Regions from separate parts of the Mus musculus genome. Here region 2 is linked to region 1. A link is a contact called in public promoter capture Hi-C data. All regions are on one chromosome and are shown on one strand. Each heading gives the region's core, a stretch centred on a gene start, on an enhancer-like site or on the middle of the called end of the contact. The rest is flanking DNA. Distances are from core to core; before and after follow the strand shown. Region 1 holds the start of Ube2ql1 (ubiquitin-conjugating enzyme E2Q family-like 1). Region 2 has its middle 40 kb from the start of Med10.

Evidence for each region. Promoter capture Hi-C pulls out the DNA fragments that hold promoters and counts their contacts.
Region 2: a contact with region 1 is called in a promoter capture Hi-C map of hippocampal neurons, with 2.8 times the contacts expected there. The contact joins the enhancer-like site here to the promoter of Ube2ql1 in region 1. A contact is called at or near these places in 8 of 39 promoter capture datasets (the C10 cell line, cranial neural crest, embryonic stem cells and 5 more) and 1 of 484 Hi-C or Micro-C datasets (embryonic retina).

The regions. Positions count from the first base shown.
Region 1 is chr13:69,737,898-69,741,559 of GRCm38.p6, forward strand. It overlaps Ube2ql1 (ubiquitin-conjugating enzyme E2Q family-like 1), which reads right to left and starts at 2,000. Exons shown (of 2, transcript NM_001145162.1): 1 at 661-2,000. The coding sequence starts at 1,443.
Region 2 is chr13:69,848,454-69,851,695 of GRCm38.p6, forward strand. No RefSeq gene overlaps it. Among named protein-coding and RNA genes, the nearest start is that of Med10, 40 kb to the left of the region's middle. Within about 2 kb of position 1,323, at least 2 of the 459 cell types and tissues checked have an H3K27ac peak or open chromatin away from gene starts, as enhancers often do. A contact at or near this core is called in hippocampal neurons, where this site is marked.

The DNA of each region.
Region 1 (3,662 bases), core at 750-3,249:
GCAGGCAGCTGCCTTGGTCTAAACAGAGCCCACCTGAGAGGTTTGAAGAAGAGCCCCCCCTCCCCGCGCCGCCCCGCTGTGTGTGTGTGTGTGTGTGTGTGTGTGTGTGTGTGTGTGTGTGCGCGCGCGCGTGCTCACGTGTGTGTCTGAGTGTGATGTACTGGGCTGGACACTTAGATTCTGGGCTTCAGGAAAAGTTCACACCTTCGAGACAATTACACTGACTAGAGAACACCTAAGCAGACTGGAGAGGAGAGGTGGAGCGGGGCAGGAAAAGTATGGGAGACTTTAGGAGGGTGGAAAAGGGGAAAAGGAGGGCTAGGAGAGGGGTTGGAGGGAAGAAGGACCGAAGGTTAACCTGAAGCAAAGTAGAAGAAAGGGAGAGAGGACCTGGGAGAAAGCAAGAGAACTGACAACCGGAGAGCACCGCGGTTCTAGTAGAATCAGTGTCAGGTATAGAGACCAGGTACAGAAACAGGCAGGGAGAAATCCTTTACGAAAAGAAGCGGAGGAGGTGGGGCGAAGCGTCCCTGGCAGGCTTGTTCGGGAGGATCTGGGCCAGTTCTCACCTACGCCTAGAGGGGTCAAACATCGCTTTCCATCTCAGGCCTAGCCTCGAACTCCCCACCCAACCCGGGCCTCTGCTCCTGGCCGTCTTACCTGGCCCTTGACCAGGCTGGCAGCAAACTGGCGCATGACGGCCTCCACCGTGTAGGCGCTGGACCAGCCGCGCGGCGTGAGCAGCTCCATGCAGATGGCGCCTCCGTCCAGCACGTAGCCGTTCTCCAGTCGCGGGCTGAGCACCCGCATGAAGGGCGGCGAGAAGGGGAAGTTATCGGGGAAGGTGAGGTTGAGCAGGATGAACTCTGTGTTGGTCTCCTTCATGTCCTGCCACAGCACCGAGTCCTTGTCCACCTGGTGCAGCTTCACGTTCCAGTCGAAGAGGTTCTCGTTTACCAGCTCCACCGAGATGAAGCGGTCGCTGAGGCGCGCGATGTCCTGGAGCTCCTTCATGAGCCGCCGGCTGCGCACCTGTGTGCAGTGCTGCTGGCGCGCCGCGGGCACTAGGCTGCCGCCCGCCGCCGCCGCGGCCACCGCGGGGCCCGGCCCCGCCCTGGCGCCCGCCGCCCGCTCCCGGGGGCCCCCGGCGCCCGCCGCCCCCGCCGCCCCCGCGGCTGGCTGCGGCTGCTTGTCGCGCGCGGCCAGTTCCGCCGCGCGCTTACTCTTGCCCTTGCCGGGCCCCGGGCTGGCGTCGCCTGAGCCCCCGGGGTGCTGCTGTTGCTGCTGCTGCTTGTGGCCGCTGCTCTTACCACCACCTTTGCCGCGCAGCGATGCGCTCTGCTGGCCGCCGCCTCCGCCACGGTGGTTGTGGTGGTGCTTGGGGTCCTCGGTGTCCCGGTTGTGCAGGCGAATGAGCCCGATTTTACGGAGCAGCGTGGCCATCTTAGGCTCGGCTCTGGCGAGGGGCTTGCCGGGGCTCCTGTTCCCCGAGCCGGATAGCTGGGACGCACGGGGCTTGTGGGGGGGAGGCAGACGACCGCTTAGTGGGGCGCGGCGAGGGCCACCTTAGGAGCCGGCGGCCGTGGCGCAGCGGAGCGGGCAGTACCAGCGCTCGCTGGCCGCCTTGTCGCCGCTGTCATATGACGGGTCTTCTCGGGCAAGGGCTCCGGTAGCCCAGGGAGGGGAGGCGTGGAGACGCGGCTCAGCTGCTGTTCCTGGCCGGTCCCTGGGCGCAGTCCCCGGACGCCGGGTGTCCGTGGTCCTTTGTGCGCGGCCGCAGACCCGCTGGTCCCGAGTCTAAGAGCTGCACCGCGGCGCGCACAACCGCCCGCGGTGCCCCGGAGACAGCGAGGTGGCCGTGGAGTCGCGCTGTGCGCCTGCCGGGCCGTGCTGCGCTGGCGGCTACCGCGGGGCCCGGGCCACTGCCGCTCTCGTTGCCGCCGCCGCTGCGGCTGCTGACATTGCAGAGGCGGCTGCTCCGTCTGAGCCGAGCCCGGCGCGGAGGGGGCGGCACTGCCGGCCGGGAGGGGGAGCGCGGGGCGGAGCCGCGGGCTTGACTGCACCGAGCCACCCCCGCCGCCAGGTTCCTGCGGCGACACACGCACGGCCGCTGGGGGGAGACAGCGGTACGCGCCCGCACCATTTTCTCCTGGCTGCGTGCTAGCTGCGTGCGCTGGGGAGCCAGGGGAGGGCTGGCCTGAGCGTGCTAATAGGGTCTCTCAGAATCACTGCATTCTTTGGGACCCTAAAACCTGAATGCTGTGTTTGAGGTCCGGGCCTTATATCCCATTTAACCTCCTTAGGACAACCAGAGGGAAAAGGTGGAAATCAACCTCTTTATTAATCCTTCTAACCAGAGGTATGAGCCCAATGTTTCTACGCAACACTTCTGGGCGGTGGGAGCCTAGAATGACAGAAGGAACACGTAAGGACTTTAAAGTCAGGGCGGAAAGCGGGATGAAAGGGTAGATCTACTGCAAACTTAAAGAACAGCCCGTTCAAAGTCACGACTAAAAGCAAACCTTTAGCCAATCCACTCAGCCCTCACTGGTTTGCTCCTTCCACCCCATCCCCTGCCTGCTGGCCGCAGCGTTTCGGCTTTCCATGGCCAGGCTGTGCGTGGTGGCTGCTTTCCAAAATGCAGCGGAGAATAACACCAGACGCCTTCTCTGGCGCTGACCGGTGCTAAGAGCGGGAAAGGACTTTCCGAGCAGCAACCCCCGTTGGCCACCCCCTCCCCGCCCCCCAGGGCTGCTCTCCTGAGTGAGGGACCTCCACAATACTCAAATGAGGGAGAGATCCGCCTTCCGCCTGCAGATTCACAGTCCACCCTGCCTTTCCTTCTTCCTTCAGCCTGTGGAAACTCACTTAAAAATCTGGTGAAAATTCCAACTAAAATCTATTTCAGATTAGCTCGAACTGTGACGGTTCCGGTGTGCAGCGTGTGGCCCAATGGCGTAGGCGAAACCAATCCCTCAAGAACAACGAATATTATCCCGCTGCCATCCTAACTGGCGTCAGAGCCTACTGCCTCTGCTGGTGTGTGGATGGGGGGAAGAGAGGGGAGGGGAAGCAGCTCAGCTCTTCAGGACAGGCGTTCCTTCTAGATGACAGCCCCTTGCCTTTCTGCCCCTCACATCTTTTACCAAATTTTGAGTTTTCACTGTGGAAAATAACTGGTGATGTCGCTGTGAAGACACAGACCTGGGTTTGGAGATTCAGATTTGGGGATAGATGTGTAATGGGGGAGCCAGGCTAGCTGGTGTAGATGAGGAGTAGAAGGTTCACACCCACCCAACATTGCACCTGGGAGAGGGTGGTTCTCCAGAGAGCCTGTCAATCCTTTGACTTTCAACAGGACCCACAGGGTGATTTGGACTAAGAACAACACAGACTATTTGGTGGAATCTGAGGGAAGCTGAATCAAGGTCTGTTTGTCCTGGGCTCCTGATTGCTTTGTTTAACACTGCATTCCACGGTAGCCTTCTCCTCCTCTTCTTCCTTCTCTTCCTCTTCCTCCTCCTCCTTACCATCATCATCATCATTTTCTTCTTCATCCTCCTCCTCTTCTTTCTCCTCCTCTTCTTCCTGCCTTCTCCTTCATCACCATCACCATCACCACCACCATCTTCCTCATCCTCATCTTCACTAGGGAAGGGCAA
Region 2 (3,242 bases), core at 73-2,572, 110 kb after region 1:
TGCTCTGCCTCATTTGTAAAAACAGAGCAGGGTGGTCTGAAATTCAGAAGTGTCAAAGGATCAGCTCAGGAGTGCCAGCATAAAGTTAAAAGTGACAGCTCTAAGGATGAAAGGTTCACTTTCTCGGCGTTGAAACCTGTTGAAATCTTTAGGCATTTCTTTGCTTTGTGGCTTCTATGAGCTTTTAAAATCCAGTGTGAGTCCCCAGAAAGCATGTCACAGTCACATGATTTTTAACCTTCTGTAATCCAGTCACAGCAGTTGGCAGGAAAGCTGGGCCCCCGTTTAGTATCCGCTGAGAAGCTCTGATATCTACAATGCTGTGGAGATATAAGAGAAGGTAAAGTTTAATTTTTTCATCTCTTACTTTTCTGCAGTCCTCTCAGTTGCTCTCAGTTGCTCTACCCAGATGTGAGTGCTCGGAAGATCTCAACCTGCTTAATGCATCTCTTTCTCTGTCTCCTGTGTGCCCTAGAATCTGAACGTGCCCACCCATTGCTTCCTGAAACGAGGACACATCCACACCGTGGCCATGCTGTGGTGTCTCTGTGGCTATCTCTCTTGACACAGGCATGGCCCCTGGAGAGAGATTCATCTGACAGCTTTACCTAGATTCACCTATAAACCAAAGAGCTGTGTGATGTGTAGGTCTGAGCTTTAGGATAGCTTTTAGCCAACTGTTGTGTAAGGGGACAGAGAGAGCCTGCATCTAACTATGCCAGTCACATGGCATCCCCTAATGCTGCTCAGTTGCCTCTGCTACTGCAGTCAGGGGAAGACACAGGCAATGGGTGCACATGTAGATGGGAACATTTGGCCCTCGGCTCTTGGTTTCCCCAAACTGAATGGAGCACATGAATACTATAGGTCACCTCTGAACATATTAACATTTGCCACTTTATATCTCTTTACCCAAATTTATCCCATTACATCAAAATATTGAAGACTGTTCATGAACCTAAGTCCCAGCGCAATGAGATTTGACTCTTGGCTGTACAGTGCCCAGGAGTAGGTGTGGATATGGAGCAGATGGTGGTCATGTCTTTCTTACAGGTGTTATCTGTCAGTGATATGGCCCTTTGAGGACTCAGTGAGAGAGAAGCAAGTACTTCAACACTTGGTCACCCAGCAATGGCTTCTAGATATTTTGTTCTGGAAATGGTGGATGGTGGCTCTGAAGGAAGCCTCTGTGACTAGTGGTTGAGCTTCTTAGGTGGATTTAAAGTCTTTCTTCTTCCTTCTCAGCAGCTGCTGGTAGGGCTGTGGCTGCTGAAGTTGGCAATGTCAGAGCTAGCTTGCCTTATCCAATTCTCTCTGCCCTGCTCAAATAAGAACAGATGCCGGTTGGAAAAATGCACCAAAGCTGGGAACATGGCATTGAGTTATTGAATTGTTTTGATGGGATCCAGAGCTTAATATACTCACACATGGCAGCCAAAGCTTCAATTTCATCTGGTTGTTTATTAGCTTTGGAGTGAACTGCAACAGAATTCCTTCCTGTACTGGGGGACTGGTCCTGGGCCCCAAGAGTCCTTTGACCATCTGTGTTCCTTCCCAGAAAATGTTCCATGTGAGGTGGATTGGAGCTGCCCTGGGCTTACAGGTCTTCCTTCATCTTCCACTGTTATACTGTGGACAGTCATATTACTTTGTCTTTTTATCACATCCACACATTCCATGTCATGAATTATCAGGTCAGATCTCAGGGGCATCTGTTGTCTTCAGAGGTGTCAGGGTCTTGGGTTTGACCTTGCATGAAGGGTTATATGGCAGCCTGTTAGAGATTCATGCATGCTTATAGAAGGCACATATTCATTGTTTAGGGACAAAGGCATTTAACACAGCATAGACACTCCTTGCTCTCAAGCCCCATGGGAATAAGGTAGATGGGCTCATGTGAATGGCTGCATACTCAGTGGGTATGTGGTAATCTAGACAAGAAGCTCAGTGACCTGGATCATTTAATAACGGGCATGGACACACCTGCTCTTTGGTTTTGAGGGAGATGCTATTCCTGTCCAGGGGCTTCTCAGGCTAGATGTCTTGGACTTGTGGGTCTGGTTCTCTGTCCAGGAGCTTTCCTGAGCATGATAAGACATTGCCAGCACCCCCTGCCTCTACCCAACAGATGGTTTTTGTACCTCAACATGAATTTTTACTTTATAGTAAATATAAAAATTCTTGCAAAGAGAAGAAAGGACATTAACAAAACAAAAGTCAATTAGATTCTATGGCTCATAGGTAGACCTGGACAACAGAATTGGACTGTAACATTTCTTCACCAGATGGACAACCATCTCCCATGCAAGGCATTTCTTTGCCACTGCAGATGAAAGGAACACAACATACAGGTTGTTTGCTTCTCTTTGTGATTAATGCCATCTTCTTCTTCTTCTTAGGGGTCAGAGATTAAACCAGAACTCACCTGGTAAGTAAGTTAAAATTCATCTATGTGCTGAACATTATCATCTCACAAAAAGTTTCAAAGATGTGAGAGTGAGTCTGAATTCTGCAACAATAGGACTCTTCTTGAAGGTTTTGGTGGTACATTTTTAAGTTTGGCTGATTGCTTCTTGGATATTCTCAGTCTGTGTATTAGCTGAGCAAAGCACGTGATCTCATACTGTTGAGAACAGTAGGGTATAAATGTGGCCAGCCTGAGGTGTAGTGGATCCTGGTCATGGTGGTTTGGTGGGCTGATGGCCCTAACACTAAAAGTAATGATTCCAGATTATATTTTGTGAGAATCATTGTAAATCTGTACTTTAACCAAGTGAAAAATTGTAAATTAAAAATATTAGATTTTCACTTCAAGACATTGAATACATGATTTTATAAATTGCTATCCAGGTATGGACAACTGTGCTGATACAATTGATTGTGGACTTGATGTAGAGTCACCTGGGAAGAGCATCTCAATGAAGGATTGTCTAGATTAGGTTGTTCTGTAGGCATATGTGAGTAGAGTTGTTTTGAGTATGTTAATTGGTAGGAGAAGACCTGCCCACTGTGGGTGGCATTATTCCCTAGGCAGGGATGCTTCACTGAATAAGAGCTGAGCACAAACATTGATTTGTTTCTCTGTTTCTTGACTGTGGATGCAACGTGACCAGCTGTCTAAGCTCCTGCCTCTCTGACTTCCTTGTCATTATGCACTGTATGAGCTAAAAACAAAACTTTTTCTACTGGAAATGCTCTATTCAGAATGTTTTATCACAGTAACAGAAAAAGGGATGTAGACA